Regions from separate parts of the Cricetulus griseus genome. Here region 2 is linked to region 1. The links are chromatin contacts, called in public Micro-C maps. All regions are on one chromosome and are shown on one strand. The core of a region is the stretch at or near the end of the contact, and the rest is flanking DNA. Distances in the headings are between cores, read along the strand shown. Region 1 overlaps Pcgf5 (polycomb group RING finger protein 5). Region 2 overlaps Rpp30 (ribonuclease P protein subunit p30).

What was found. Hi-C and Micro-C count contacts between places; a contact is called where the count stands out from the background.
Region 2: a Micro-C map of the CHO-K1 cell line shows a contact between it and region 1, with 5 times the contacts expected there. The contact joins two enhancer-like sites. A contact is called at or near these places in 2 of 8 Hi-C or Micro-C datasets (the CHO-K1 cell line and fibroblasts).

What each region holds. Positions count from the first base shown.
Region 1 is chr3:25,401,306-25,404,781 of CriGri-PICRH-1.0, forward strand. The region is part of intron 1 of Pcgf5 (polycomb group RING finger protein 5); the gene reads right to left. Among named protein-coding and RNA genes, the nearest start is that of Pcgf5, 16 kb to the right of the region's middle. Within about 2 kb of position 1,821, at least 2 of the 6 cell types and tissues checked have open chromatin away from gene starts, as enhancers often do. A contact at or near this core is called in the CHO-K1 cell line, where this site is marked.
Region 2 is chr3:25,676,090-25,679,565 of CriGri-PICRH-1.0, forward strand. The region is part of intron 6 of Rpp30 (ribonuclease P protein subunit p30); the gene reads right to left. Among named protein-coding and RNA genes, the nearest start is that of Htr7, 16 kb to the right of the region's middle. Within about 2 kb of position 1,727, at least 1 of the 6 cell types and tissues checked has open chromatin away from gene starts, as enhancers often do. A contact at or near this core is called in the CHO-K1 cell line, where this site is marked.

The DNA of each region.
Region 1 (3,476 bases), core at 571-3,070:
GATGTCCCTGAGAGGCCTGTTCTTTTTGAGGGGTGACAGAGGGAGGGTGAATCTGAGGAGAGTTGAGGTGGGGGTGGAGAGACTGGGGGGAGGAGAAGAAGGTGAAACTGCTGTTTCAGGATGTGATATATGAGGGAAGAATAATTAAAACAAGAAAATGATAATAGTAATGATAATAATAATAATTTTGGCAGGAAAAGATAATGTGTTTCACAGGGTGGTCCCAGCATGCACAAAAGCAGTGACCAGAAAGGGAATGGCTTTGTCAGGTTCTGGCAGAATGCAAGGAATGTGAGGATTCCTTGCCCTGTACCCATACCACAGAGGCCATATGCTCCCTGGTTTCACTTTAAATCCAGTTACGAGGTCAGTGGGCCGGTAATGCTGCCCAGTGACCACGCATGTCCCTTGTGTCACCTACCATCCTTCTGTCCAATTCACCCTTTCACCTATCTGTTCTCGGCTGAGCCTCCAATATTTCCTCCCCGATTCTCAATCTCAGACAAGGACCCATCTGGGCAAGTAACAAGCCATGAGGGCGGAGAAAATATAGACCCTAGTCAGAAGGCTCAAAATGACACTCAGGGACTTGGGCTTTATTCTCTGACAAGAGGTGGGTATAGATAGGTCTCCACATAGATGGACCTTTTTCTAAGAGGCAGAAGTGAGGGTGGGTGAGGAAGTTAATTTGGATTTCAAATGAGTGACTGACTGAAGGAAGTGGCCTCGACAGAGACCAAGTTATAGCTTATGACTGTATAGTGAGAAGGCAGAGAATTCCAACTTTTTAAAAACATTTATGTGTGCACGAGAGAGAGAGAACAAGAGAGTGTGTGCTTATGTACACCTGTGAATGCACACACAAGCTTGTGTGTGCATGTACCATGGCACACATGTGCTGAAGTCAGAAGACAGCACGAGGGAGTTGGTTCTATCCTATCATGGGGGTTCTGGGAATCCAACTTAGGTCATCATGCTTACAGTAAGTACCTTCACATGTGGAGCCACATTGCTGGCCCCAAGAATTCCAACTTATTAACAGCACAATTATATTCAATTTTAATCCATGAACTCTGAAGTGTATTCTAAGAAGTTGTCATTAGCATAATGTTAATATGGTCGTTTCCTGTTTTGCTGAGACTGTTCTGTGATAATAATGAAACAGTTAACTTTTGAACCCAGGTCTACGGTTTTGAGCAAGCTGAATCATCACTGTCAGAAGCACTGGAAGCTTCTGAGAATGGCAACAGTTCTTCCACCAGGTTCCTAAGTCATTAAGTTCGGGTAGAAGAGCAAGTAAATGAACAGAAAATAGTCTAAAACTTACTAAAAATTGGCAAAGGGAACATGTAAATGCTAGAATTCTAGCAGTGTGGAAATTTCACCAGTGCATGCATTTATACACAAACACATAGAGATACAGTAAGAAGTAAACATATAGATGTTTCTAAAGAAACTCAAAGCATCCGAATTGTGCTCATAATGCACTGTCTGCTAGATCTCTCCTGGTGCAGGGACACAAAGGATGAAGGGTCTTCTGAGCTGAGAGATAACCACATTCACATTCACCTCCTTCCTGTATCCCAGGACATCTCTAGGAGAGGACCATTTTTCTTTCTGGGTGTGTCCCTTGACAGCAACACTCAGCTCATCTCCAGGGACCTGCTAACTAAGAACAATCTCTTCTTCACAGATACATCCACAAAGTTGACTGTACTCACATCTTAGAAGGTCACCTAAGGTACCTCCTGGGTTGCTACAGTGTCCACACAGGAAGATTTTTAGCCGTGAGTCACAGCAAAAGCGTGCCGATCTCGTGGCAGTGGCTCTTAACACTACTTGCACACGGGCATCAAATCAGAGGCATCTGTAGGTGACTCATATCTATCAGTACAGAGGCATCTGTAGGTGACTCATATCTATCAGTACGAACTTCAGGGCCTGGCCCTCCCCCATTCAATCACAGTCACTACAAATAGGTCCCAGGTGCCAGCCTTTTTAAAACCCTCAGATGGTTCTGATGTGAAGCAGACCCTAACCAGACCTTGCTTCTAGTGTAGTCTGCCCCCCAAAAATGTAGGCAGGCGCTGGGGCAGACTCTCAACGCCCCCTAGGATGTTATGCCATCCCAGCAACTGGGGTACACAATCAACTGTGAAAAGCACTGTCCCAGACGTGTCTTGTATCAAGTGGGCCAACTGTGAGCCTTGTATGAGAGGACCAGTCTCTCACCTAAAGGCAGTGTTTCTCAACCGGTGGGTTGAAAGACCCTTTCACAGGGGTCATCTAAGACCATCGAAAAACACAGGTATTTACAGTATGATTCATAACAGTAGCAAAATTAGTTATGAAGTAGCAATGAAAATAATTTTATGGTTGGGGGTCACCACAACATGAGGAATGAATAAAAGGGTTGCAGCATTAGGAAGGTTGAGAAGCACTGCCTGAAGCCTAAGCTGGCCTACTCATATTAAACACACACACACACACACACACACACACACACACACACACACACACACACACACACACACACCCAGCAAGCAGCCTGGACTTTCCCTGAACATAGAGTATCAGAAGCAAGACCTAGTCCTGCTGGGTCCCATACACACCTGACTCATGAGGTGACTCTTTGCCATAATGGAACGGTGGAAACATGGAGAAAAGTTTTGTTTGAATTTTTCACTAAAATTTTCTCTGATGTACAGAATATTTATCTCATCTATACAATAACATTTTTCCACATTTTTTTTTTTTTTTTGGTTTTTCGAGACAGGGTTTCTCTGTGTAGCTTTGGAACCTATCCTGGCACTTGCTCTGGAGACCAGGCTGGCCTCGAACTCACAGAGATCCGCCTGCCTCTGCCTCCCAAGTGCTGGGATTGAAGGCGTGCGCCACCAATGCCCGGCCCTTTTCCACACTTTTAAAAAATCTTTTGAGATAAATATTCTCTGTGTAGCCCTGGCTGTCCTGGAACTCACTCTGTGCACCAGTCTGGCTGCCTCTGCCTCCTATGGACTGGGATAAAAGGCATGCACCACCACTGCCTGACTTTTTCCACAATTTCTTTAGTCAACAGTCCAATGCAGCAAGCTATCTAATCTTGAAAAACCATAGTTCTTAGGACCCTTTCTTGAATATTTTTCATCTTTCTTAGAATTCCTTTGGTGAAACTAATTAGCTATGCAAACTTCGGGTGATGCCAACCACAGTTAGGATTGCTGTTCTTGGTGAGTTCCTGGCAGACCTTAGCTGGGAGAAGTCAGACACAAACCACAGAGACAAAGCTGAAGGGCAACTTGAGGGTGCAGCTGAGGGAGCCCAAAGAGGCAGCACCAAAGGTGAAGACCTGAAAAAAAACACAGTAAGGGCAGATTTACTTGAATTTGAGCCCTAAAATTTCTCCACAGAGAATCTGAGAAAGTTAAGCAGCAGCTTTTGAAAAAAAAAATGACCACCAGCTTCTGACAGCATAC
Region 2 (3,476 bases), core at 477-2,976, 270 kb after region 1:
TGACCAGAGAATGAAGGGGAAGGAGGAGACATCTGAAGGGGTTGAGGAGCAGGAATGGGAAACCTTATTTATGGCTAAGTCATTTACTGTTGAATGACAGAACAATGCCATGCTAACCGAATGTCTGAGGAACTGTGCTAACAAATGAGGTTGAGGTACTGCAAAAGAACTGTGGCTGGGACTTACACACATGTCTCCAGCCCATTCTGTTTAAGTAATACTGTTTAAGGTTCATTGTAGTTCAGAAAAAAAGGTGAATGAGATCTGCTCCCTCAGGGTTTTGCCCAGCTTGCCATATGGGCTTGGTCTTTCCATGAGGAAGAAAGTTTTCTCATTTAGTGTTCTCTTAAGAGTGGAAAGTCTGCAAAGCACGGGAGTGGGATTGAAATTCACCAGTACACAATTCAGTTTCCCAGGTTAAAGGATGCAATGTCTGTGTTGGTATTCAGGCATCTGTGCTGGCCTGTCCTTGGGGTTCTGACAGGATACGCCCTCAGCTGCAGCATCACTAAGAGCATCACCTGTGCACATTCACTATGTCCTCTTTTAAAAGAGTCCTCCCCACCTCCCATCCTCTCTCTCTCCTTCTGCCTCTGCCTCTCTTTCCTCTCTTCCACTGCTCCTGTCCTCAGAGGCTGGTCTCACCTCTCCTCTTTTTGTGATCCCTTAAAAAAAAAAGCCTTTTTGCTTGAACATTGTCACATGGTGTCTTTCTCTCATGCACTGCTTTTCTTAAGTTTCAACAGTCTGTCCTTTCATAACAGATTTGTTTTAAAGCACTAATTACTTGACAAAGCGGAGCCCTTCTCAGAGCTCTGGTACATTTGAGCAAGGAGGTTTTCAATGAAGAGAAATGAAGCAACTGCACAGTGGATGAAGAGCCCTTTCAGAGGGAAGAGAACAAACAGGCTCAGGGCCTGGAGCATGGAGGGAAGGCCAGAGGCTGGAGAAGGAAGCGCAGGAGTCCTGTGGTAAGAACTAAGGCCTTAGAAACTTGCCAAACTCATGCAGGTTATGGTGGCTCTCTGAAGTAAAGGCAGGATAGCTGGCTCACTCGGGAAAGATGGTCTTGGTCTCCAAGGTGAGGCTCTATGGGCCTCACTACTCAGGGTCGCCAGGGAGTGAAGGGACTGGTCTCGCCGACCTGAAGTCATCTAGAAGCTCCTTCTATTCTTTCTTGAACAGATTTCTTTTTCCATGTCCCACCCCCACCTTCTTTCTCTTCTTTTGTCCTCTGATCTTACGGCTAGCAGTGTTTAGATTTTCCTACATCTCTACGTTTAGCTGAAATTTAAACACTACTCTCCCCTCTTTGGACATCTTTTTCCCCATCTCTAATTCTCTGGCTTGCATTCCTTCTAGGAATAGATCTAGATGCCACGATGTTGGTGCTGTAATTAAACAAACACCTAATTTCCCTGCCTAGATTTATACTTCTCAGGGCTGGTACAACTCCCTTTCTAATTCAAATCATCATCATCAGCAGCAGCAGCAGCAGCATCAGCAGCAGGTATATTCTGACTGTAGCTTGTGGAGAAGGGGCCATGTGACAATGTTGTTCACTGTGGATGATCAAGGAACTGGGATGGACTTGGTGAAGGAAATCCACAGATAAATAAAAACATCTCTTTGGCCATTTCAAGTTATCTCCTCAGCTATTTCTTTCGCTAAAGCTACCAGACAAAGAGTCTGACTCATATTTCCCCACCCTTCTAGTTGCAGAAGTAAACCACAGGGCAGTAGGCTGAAGACAGGAATAAAGGATGTGAGCAGTGTGGTGTTGAATGATCAGATCCCTAAGTGTTTCTAGTTGAGTCAATTTAAATTTTTAAACCTGTCTGGGAATCACAACAAAATAAAAACCCCTTTGAGGGAGAGGATGGAGGAAAACAGGATAGAATTGCCAGCTTAATTTCTTTCACATATGATTCTAGTCTTGGTACATTAATCAGGTTCACTTTAAAATTGCTAAGAACACTCCTGAGAAAGAAATTAAAGATAATGTGCTATTGAAGGCTGTGAATATTTCTTTCATATAACTTTGCTGTTTTAGATGAATAAAACACAGTCATTACCTGGTCTCCTGCTCCTAAGAGCATTTTATGTAAATTGTCGTAAGCTCATTGTATGATTGTTCATAATAATGTCTTTACAGAGAATGAGCGTGCCTGCCTGATTGGCTTCTGTTCTCATGTCTGAATGGAAGTGCCTGAATAGGCAGATGATGAGATTTTTTTCTTACTAAAGAGAAATAATAGTCACAATGATGTCACGAAGGGCAGCATTTGACACTTAGATCAGGAGCTATGGATAATAAAATTCTAAGCACTAAAAACTTAAGCTAAGCTTTGGAGAAGGAAGAAGGGAAACCAAGAGTTGATTCCAGGGCAACACGCTGATTGCTTGCCTTAAGAATCAGTGCCTACGCTGAACTTGGGGTAGACAGCCTTCCGGTGTGTCATTTGTTAGGATCTCATTGTCTTCTGACTCACTGATCAAAGATACAGAAGGAACAGCAGGTCCTCCTTGCATCTGCTCTCACTGCCCTACCCCACTGCTGTAATTGCTTTCATTTATTTCTTATGTTTCCTCTAGCTTCTTCACACAGATGTAAGCGAACATGAATACACACCATAGTTTCCTTCTTCTTACCTAAAAGGTGTCTTGTTAAGTTCTTATCTTGACTGATTTGGAAGTTTTCCCATGTCAGCTTGTAAATTTCATTTTCTTTTACAGCTGCTTAGCATTTACTGTAGAGGTACAATGTTTAGTAAGCCTTTACTAATAGATGTGGGCTGCTTCAAATTATCCGAAAGATAAAAACTAGAATAGAACAGCTGGGTACTGTGAGCTTAACTGTACCCCCACCTGTAAAAGATGTTACATTCCTGACCTGTAGAATTTCAGATCTCAGACTGTAACCTTTTTTGGAGATAGTCTGTACAGGTGTAATCAAGATGAGTAGGTCATACTGAAAACAGCAGGCTCCTAATCTCATTGGTGTTCTTATAAAATGGCCAGAGACTCATAGGAAAACACAGTGCCGACAAAGAGAATGGTGTTACTGTGGCAGCTAGGCACCAGTTGCTAATAAATCACCACCAGTTTGGAAGACTCAAAGAAAGGCTCCCTTAATAATTTTTAGAGGGAGTACAGCCTGCTCACACCTTGATTTCAGACTTGTGGCCATGTTGTATTTGGAATGTGTAAATGTCTCTCGTAAGTCAGTATATTTAACACTTGGTCCCCAGATGGTGGCGCTGTTCTGGGAGGTAGAACTCTGCTAGAGGAAGTGGGTCACTGAGGTTTTGTAGACTACCTTGCTTTGTGTCCTGCATCTCCCTTGCTTTGTGTCCTGCATCTCCATGGAAGATCCTGCGGCTGCATGCTGTCACCATGTAGCTGCCTGCTGCCTTGCTTTCCCAACCATGACGGGCTGTATTTCCACAAACTGTGAGCAGACACAAATCCTTTCT